Regions from separate parts of the Anas platyrhynchos genome. Here region 2 is linked to region 1. The links are chromatin contacts, called in public Hi-C maps. All regions are on one chromosome and are shown on one strand. The core of a region is the stretch at or near the end of the contact, and the rest is flanking DNA. Distances in the headings are between cores, read along the strand shown. Region 1 overlaps RBFOX2 (RNA binding fox-1 homolog 2). Region 2 has its middle 2.6 kb from the start of MB.

The links. A called contact is a pair of places that touch in the nucleus more often than the background predicts.
Region 2: a Hi-C map of skeletal muscle shows a contact between it and region 1, with 4 times the contacts expected there. The contact joins two enhancer-like sites. A contact is called at or near these places in 5 of 8 Hi-C or Micro-C datasets (F1 follicle, liver, skeletal muscle and 2 more).

The regions. Positions count from the first base shown.
Region 1 is chr1:55,142,440-55,146,300 of IASCAAS_PekinDuck_T2T, reverse strand. The region is part of intron 1 of RBFOX2 (RNA binding fox-1 homolog 2); the gene reads right to left. Among named protein-coding and RNA genes, the nearest start is that of RBFOX2, 36 kb to the right of the region's middle. Within about 2 kb of position 1,525, at least 3 of the 8 cell types and tissues checked have an H3K27ac peak or open chromatin away from gene starts, as enhancers often do.
Region 2 is chr1:55,272,987-55,277,129 of IASCAAS_PekinDuck_T2T, reverse strand. No RefSeq gene overlaps it. Among named protein-coding and RNA genes, the nearest start is that of MB, 2.6 kb to the left of the region's middle. Within about 2 kb of position 2,374, at least 2 of the 8 cell types and tissues checked have an H3K27ac peak or open chromatin away from gene starts, as enhancers often do.

The DNA.
Region 1 (3,861 bases), core at 276-2,775:
TGGAGAAATAGTGTTTATGTATTTATTCACACACGTACATCCTTCATTTCCCTGAAGGCTCTGAGACTGAGCAGCTTGCCCTGAGAGGCTGTGGACTCTCTCCTTGCTTGGTGACCTCCAAAAGCCACCTGGACGTGGTCCTGGGCAGCCTGCTCCGGGTGACCCTGCTGTGGCAGGCCTTGGAGCAGGGGGCCACCACGTCGCTTCCCACCTCAGCCATCCCGTGGTTCTGTCAGATTTCCTGCTCTGCAGAACACAGACAGCCTCCAGGGAACCTGGAGAGGCCAAAACCAAGCTGGACACGGGGCACCGAATCGCCCTCCCCTGCTCTCCCTGAAGCACGAGGTGCTCCTGCTTCACGGCAAGGGTCGGAAACCAAGAGATAACCCCAAAGGCACGCTCTGGAAAACGAGCGGAGGCAGGAGAAAGGCGCTGGCTGAGCGCTGGGTGCCCTCTTCTGGCAGCCCACAGCCCGAGCCGCAGGGCCAGCCCCAACCCGGGCACCCCAAGGCCCTGGGCCCAGCCGGGCTGCCCAGGTATCGGGGCACCCTCCCTGCTCCTCCAGGGCCCTCCACAGAGCCCCAAATCCCATCGCTCACCGCCACACCATGCTGCACTGGGACGCTTCAGGAACCCGGCCTGTCCTTCCTCAGCACGTACACCTGCCTGGGGGAACCCGGGAGTCGCTTTTGCAAAAGCAGTGCAGCCTTTCAGGAAGAAAAAGGTGTTAAATACACATGAACTACTCACATTTTCTTTCTACTCTCTGTTGTGATTTCTTTTCCCCCCAGTTAGGAAGAAAATCCTAACCCATACGTGTCAGTGCAGCTGTGGATGCGCTAGGAACTGAGGCCTTGAGCCCGCAGGTTGTTCCTGTCCCACCCCTGACAGCTCCCAAAACAGCTCAGTTTTAAGTTAGCTGTGCACAGAAGGACTTTTTTTTTTCCCCCTCCCTCATAAAATATACCTAAAGTGCAGGACTCGTCACCACAGGATGTTGTGGATGCCAAAGACTTAGACAGCCTCAGCAAGCATTTAAACGAGTTCAATAAAGAAAAATCTATCACAGGTGACCTTAAAAATAATAATAATAAAAAAAAAGAATCTATGGCCAGGAAATCCCAAAGCCACCAGACTGCTTAAAGAGTACCTAGCAGGGGAAGTATCGCCGAATCTTGGCGCTGCTCCCTGTGCTTTAAGTACCTGCCATTAGACACTGTCAAAGACACGACGCTGGAGCACAGAGACCTTCTGCCCGGCCCAGAATAGCCACGTTTATGCTCTTCAGTGTGATCTAATACCCACAAACAAGCTGTTTTCTCTACACCATTGGGTTTTACCCTGCACTCCTCCAACCGATCATTTTATTGACTGCTTCTAATACACAAGCCATAGTCTCTTGCACTTCCAAAACCATTCGGAAGGGGAAATCTGACCAAAATGCTGCCCCTCTAGCCCAAATACCTCAAGGGGTTGGAGTCTCCAAGGCTCTTGCATTGCATTGGGTAAGACTTAACGGTCAGAAAGTACATCAGAGAACAAAAAAGTGGTCTCCTGGTCCTCTCCCAAGAAGGATGACTCACAGCTCCTCTCTTTAACCCCGAGAAGAGATGAGAAATCGCTTGAATCGGACAACTCAAACATGAAAGGAATTTATATTACATCATCCAGCCCATTTCCTGCCAACGCCTTGCAGCCCCAGAACTTGGCCGGACTATTCATCAGCAAGGTAATCGTTACTTCCCTTGAGAGACTGCTTATAGGGCTCCGGGATCTTATTGTCAGGAAGTCTTCCCATGTATTCCAATTAGATGCACTCTTCTCCCTCATTTCATCGTCTCATATAACTTTTCTCCTTTTTTTTGTCGTTGTTTTTTTGTTTTGCTATTGAGTAACAGTGAGGCACGCGTTGATATGGAGCTTGCTGAAGGAGTTTGTGAAAGATATTCAGTGTTCTCCAAGAAGAGGATTCCCTGCCTTGTATTCAGAGGCTAGGAAAGCAGCAGACACGAGGGAAAAGGGAAATAAACACATTTAGATCCATTTACAGGACTTGCCAACTGCACAACAGTATGCTTCATGTGCTACTTAACCCTTTGGATGGGTCTTGATAGCAGGAGATCAGCTACACAGAAAGGAGAGGAGAGATCTAGGGAATGTGGCCATCATGCCTCAGTTCAGAATATAATTTTAGAAAGCAGTTTTGTAACACCCGCAGTGCTTGGCGGTGTACACACTATAGCTTTTTCTACTCCCAACTCCTGCATCTTTCCTGCAGTTTCTTATAGGGATATAGCTGGGGCTTCAGAAAATGAGGAGTCACCAGACAAGTGTTTTCCCGAGATGGTTCTGAATTTGGAGGAGAAAGGTTACTGGAGTGGTCTTGGAGCTCATCCTTCCTCTTCCAAGTCATCGGTGACTGGATCTGCTTGAACTTCAGTCTGTAACCAACCTCTCCTTCAACTTTGCTTCCACTCTGCTTTTTTTCCTACCCCAGTATCTCAATTTACGTTGCTTTTCACTAAATTCTTCCCATCATCAACATTTTCCCCTCTGAACACTGCAAGTTAGAGTTGGATGCCATCCTGTAAAAGATGTCCCAGCAAGTCCTCCCCTGCTGCAGTGGTAACCGTATTTCTGTAACACACCTTAAACTGTCCCCACCCTGCTTACTGCCTAGGTGCTAAGCTGTAACCCCACGCAGTTACCCCACTACACACCACCAGACCCCTCCGTGTGCAACTGCTTCACAGACGCTTCCCACCTCTTGATTATCTTAGAGCTTTTTGCTCAGACTGCATTCTCTAAAATGAAGCTTGTTATCTTTTATGGGACATCGCAGCCAGTAACAGAACATCCCATAAGTCCTGTGTAGTACAGAGAGGAAATATTTTACTGCTTGCCTGAAGGGAGGTTGTGGAAGCCAGGAAGCAGCAGATTTGGCAGTCTTACCCCCTAATTCACCCAATCTTAGACATAAGGAAGATGTTTAGAGCAGTCCCCCCTCATTAGCTTGGGTCTATCCCAAGCCTTGCATCGCTTACTTTCAGGCAAAGAAATACTCCCCTACAGTACCATGAATACCAAACCTTCCCCATTTTACACAGAGGACCTCAGATACTTCCTGATCTTTGTCCTGGCCCTTTGCTCAAAGAGAACAGTTTTGAACTTTTATTCAAGGCCTTTCTCCCTCTCTCTGTCACTCAGTTTAAGGATTTGCATTAAATATACTTCATTCAAACCAGAAGTGTAAATAAGGTGGCAAACAAACCAAAAACCCACAAACATAAACCCTCCCTTCCAGCTCCCTAATAACACCACTTCTGCTGCCACAATCTTACTCATTTACCCAGCAAGTTAGCATACTCACTAGAGGGTGTATTTCCCTGGTCAGTTACAAGAAGGGAAACAAATTAAAAACCCAAATGCTTTTCAGGAATACTACTTAAAGGTTTAAACTCTTGAGACACGCAGCCTTTATAACTGGAGAGATTTTGGCTGGTGCAACCATGGTACAAATAAGAACAGAGAAGTAACCAAGACATTTTCTTCCTGAAGGTCACTACTTCATGGCGAGAGCAGCTTGGTATGGTAACACTGAACTAAACCAAGAGGTTTTTGTGGATACCCTAATCCATGCTGAACTTCCAAGCTGCTAACCAAGTCGAGGCAACATCCCCAAATTCACGCTTCATCCATGTGATGGAGAGGAGGGAGACAGGCAAAGGAGACCCAGACCACCCTGGGCTTCCTCTCCCAGCTCCCTGCACAAGGAAAATAAACAGAAAGAAAGCAAGAGGGGAGGCTTCCTGTTCTCACAGCCTGCAAGCACAACTCGCCCAGAGCAGCCCCACAGCCACG
Region 2 (4,143 bases), core at 1,125-3,624, 130 kb before region 1:
GCCTCCCTCAGGACCGATAGCAGCCTGGCGTACCAGCGGGATGATTAATCCCTTCCAAGGGCTGAGTGCAGGCAGAGCAGGGCCCGATAACGAAGCCCAGCCAGCACCCTGCAGCCTTTCCGAAGGGTAGGAAGGGTGGCCAGAGGCAGGTGGAGGTGTCGGCTGGTCACCAAGCCTAAAGGCAGGAGAATTTCTCCCGCTGTGCTTAGCAAGTGCCTGTCAGCCAAGCCAACCTGCGGTCCTCTGCTTCTCTCCTCTATGCACCACTTTGCCTCACACCCCAAAACCCGCCTCCTAAACGCTTCCAGGCCAAGATTTCATCCTGATTTCCCCATGCAATCACCGGGGCACTATCAGTTGCCCAAACTAGGCTAAAGTGATGGAGGAGCGCTTGGGAGCCCTCCAGCAGAGATCACATCCCCGCAGCCTCGCTCCTCGAGTCCTTATCACACCAGACAAGCATTTGCGCCGCCCCACGCTCAGCCTTGGGTAGGATCCTGAATGCTGACCTTACAGGCTTACATGCACTTCAGACACGAGAGAAATGTGTGCTCCTGGTACACGAGAGACGGCTGCTTATGCATCAAGCTCCGTTGCATTCCTCATGCTGAAACTGCTTGGTCACCACAATAACCTCATTCGAGTTTGGTTGCCCCATGGCCGTGAAGCCAACAGTCTCTGTACAGACATTAAATGGACAAAGGCCTTCAAAAGGGCAGCCATAGTGTTTTTTCTACAAGTGAAACGGCAATGAAATGAAATCGTAAGCTCTTCCCCATGGAGCATAAATAAATTTGGCCTGCAGAATGACTGCAAGCCCTACAGCACACCACGGCCATGCGGACGCGTGCCTCGGCCCTCTGGTCATCCCCGTGGGCAAGGCCTATGGCTGGCACCACCATCTGGGCAAACACCAAGTGCCGAGGGCCGAGGGCTGACCTGTCGGTCGTCACCTTCACGTGGGCGATCAGGTGGCCTTTTCATATGGCCACACCACACCTGCATGCCTGTGGTCGTCCATAAAGCGCTCTTGTTAAACGAGCATTAAATCATTAATATTTTGGGGCACAGTGAAGCGAAGCACCAGCAGCCGACGTGCCACCATCACCAAGGGTCTCGCAAGGCTCTGGCCGTGCTGTGAGGTCCCCAAAGGGGATGATGGAGATGATCAGGCCCAGACCCCAAAACCCCCCGGTGCTGCTGCTGGGGAAGCCCTGGTCGAGCTGCAGCAGCCTGGAGCTGTCGGCCAGGGCTTGCTACCATCTAGTGGCCACGGGCGACAGAGCCATGCAGAGGGGAGGCCACATCCCTGTCCCCATGCAGGATCCGCAGGCTGGAGGGGGGCTGTGGCCTTTCCTAGGGGCTGCAGGGGCTGGTGTCTATCCAAAAGGTGCTTAGGAAAGGATCCCCCCTCCCTGAAGGGCAGGGGAAGAGTCTCTTCTGGCAAAACAGCTCCTTCCTTGACGGACAGCAAACCTTGCCATAGGTATCAGTGCATTTAGACCTTGCAGCATCCCTGCAAAGGGGAAAGCTGCTTGTTTCCCCACTTGTAAGCAATCAGAGAGGTTCAGCCCCTGGGATAGCCAGGGGAAGAACGAGGTCTGGCTGCAGGGCACGGCACTAGGAGCAGCAGCCGGTGCCAGTTCCTAACACGGGGCACAGGCAGGGCTGGAGTGCCCCGGTGGGAATTGCATGCCGGCAGCAGGGATGCACCAGTTCCCTTTTTTTTTTTTTTTTGGCCAAATTCAGTTTTTCTTAGAGTATCGCTGTTGCAGAGAGAGAGAAAGCCATCCATGGGCTGTAAAACGAGTGCCAGAGAGCCCAGCAGTGCCCCACGCTGCCTTGGCAGGTTAATGTAGCAATGCTGCAATAATTTCCAGCTCTGTCTTCTCTGCAGCCAGGGCTGCTGCAAAGAGGGAAATGCGTGCCTGAGAGACAGGCACTGGTAGGAATCACAGTGATGGTTATTTTCATTTTAAATACGCTTATGAAATGCACTTTCCAGCAGGAGGGAGCGAAGGATGCTCCAAAACCATTCAATTTTAACACCCCAAACCATCTGTGTTTGCACAGCAAAGCAACTCAGAGAGGTGAACAAGGGTTTTTGCAACAACCAACCCCCCCCCCCCTTTTTTTTTTTTTTCCTTTTCAATGAACCTTTTTCCCCATGCTGCAATTAAAAATAAAAACCCCCACCTGGGAGCAGGGGACGGCTCGGGGTGACGGCTGCAGCCCCGGCTGTGTCGTGCCCCCGTGCTGCCTGGTGCCAGCCTGGCACGTGCTGCTCTGCCAGGGGAGCAGCCATAGGGGAGGCCGGCACGCCGAAGAAGCCGGGCGCCTTATGCAACTCCAAATTACATAATTGGGTATTGCATAATGCTGGGGGAAAGGCCTCCTGCAGCCCAGCTTCGGTTTCTATGGCATTCTGCTGATCCATGGCTTCTTCGAGGACCGTGCGTCTGCGCTTTGCTTTCGGAGCCTGCGGCGCAGGCTGTGCAGACAGACGGACGGACAGACAGGTGGCACACTGCACTCCCGGCAGCACTAGCCAGGGAGAGAAGGGGAATAGCAAATCCTATAGCCACAGCAAGGCAAGAGCATTGTTTGCTTTATTTTCAGGCTCAGAAGGCTGTCAGAGAAAGGCGCTGCATGCATTGCATGTCCTCTGCCTCTTGCAGGAGACCTGGTGGGGGCTGACTTGTGCTGGCAGCAGCCAAATCTTTTCCAGGCTCTCTCCTCTCTCCATCTCACCCTTAAGCTCTATTCTTAGCAGTGCCTCCAGGCAGGGCTCCCGCACACTGATGGATTTCAGCAGCTGGGAGGTGACCCCAGCGCCTGCTTGCAAGGAAGAGGAATGATTAGGAGGAGATGGCAGCACCAGGGCAAGGTCTGGGCTGCGGGTCTGCAGAGCTGTGCTGTGCGTGGAGCATCTCAGTATGGGGTCAGGCCCTGTACAAGCCAGAGGGAGCTTTACCCTCACTTCAGTACGCACAGGATCTGACCTCTGGTGACTGTCAGACACGACTCAGTCATTTTCTGCCCTCGGAGGGAGCGCAGGATGGGACAGAGCCATGACACAACTGATCCACAGCTCCCAGGCCCTCGGCTAGGCAGTGCCTGGATGGACCATTGAGCTGGGCTAAGCGGGGTGCTCATTGCAGGCTGGCACTTGGATCTGGTGGAAGAGTGAGCAAGAAAGCAGCAGGGCAGTCCAGGACCAGAATATTTGGGCTGTGAAGTAGGAGCTGACAGGGGAAGTGACCTCTGCTCCTGTGGAGCTGCAAGGCTCTCCTTTGGGGCTGGGATACCAGAGCCCAAAAGGGCTGAGGATGTCTGTGGGAAAACGCAGGTGCCATTAAAGGAAGGAGGAGGAGGGTTAGAAGGCAACAAGCAGCTTGTAAAGCATTGCCCATCCCAGGAGCAAAGGGAAGAAATGTTTGTTTGTTTTTTTTTTTAGGTAAGAGCATGGGTTATACCAGCAGGAGCCTGGAGACCTCTAGGAATCAGGTGGATTAAAACTCATAACACCATCGTGGCACCCAGGGATTTCTGTACTATGTACTATGTACAGACATAATAAAGCAAGAGGGGAATTCTTTGCTCTTATCTGCCGACACTCAGCACCGTACTGGCAGCTGCAGCCTGCTGAGGGACAGCTGGAAAAGGCAAGGGCCAGAGAACATGTGCGAGGGCACCTTGGGGGGTGCCTCACCTTGCACGAGGGCTCAGGCACCTGCAAATGAGCGAAATGGTGAAAACTTCCAACGCCAGAGCTGCCTCTTGAGGTAGGGGAACTAACCAGGATACAGCATAGGTTGTAGGAGAAATCAGACCCACGTCTTCATTCCCCTTGCCTCTAATCCCCTGAGCACGGGGCTTCTGCAAGATGAGAGGCCACGGGGAAGCCCAGATGCACGTTTTTGTGCTGATGCTTGCACTTGCCTTTTAACGAGCCCTTGCTTCCAGCTGCCCTTGGCCACTTCCAGAATTGATGCCCCGTTCTGCATTGTCATTCCCACATGAGGAGAGCGACCACAAGATCTTTGTCCCTTCTTGGGAAGAGCACCGATGTAGGCAGTCCCTAATCCAGCAGTGCTTTCTGCGATCCAGTACTCTTACAGGGGGGAACCGATCCCTCTGCAG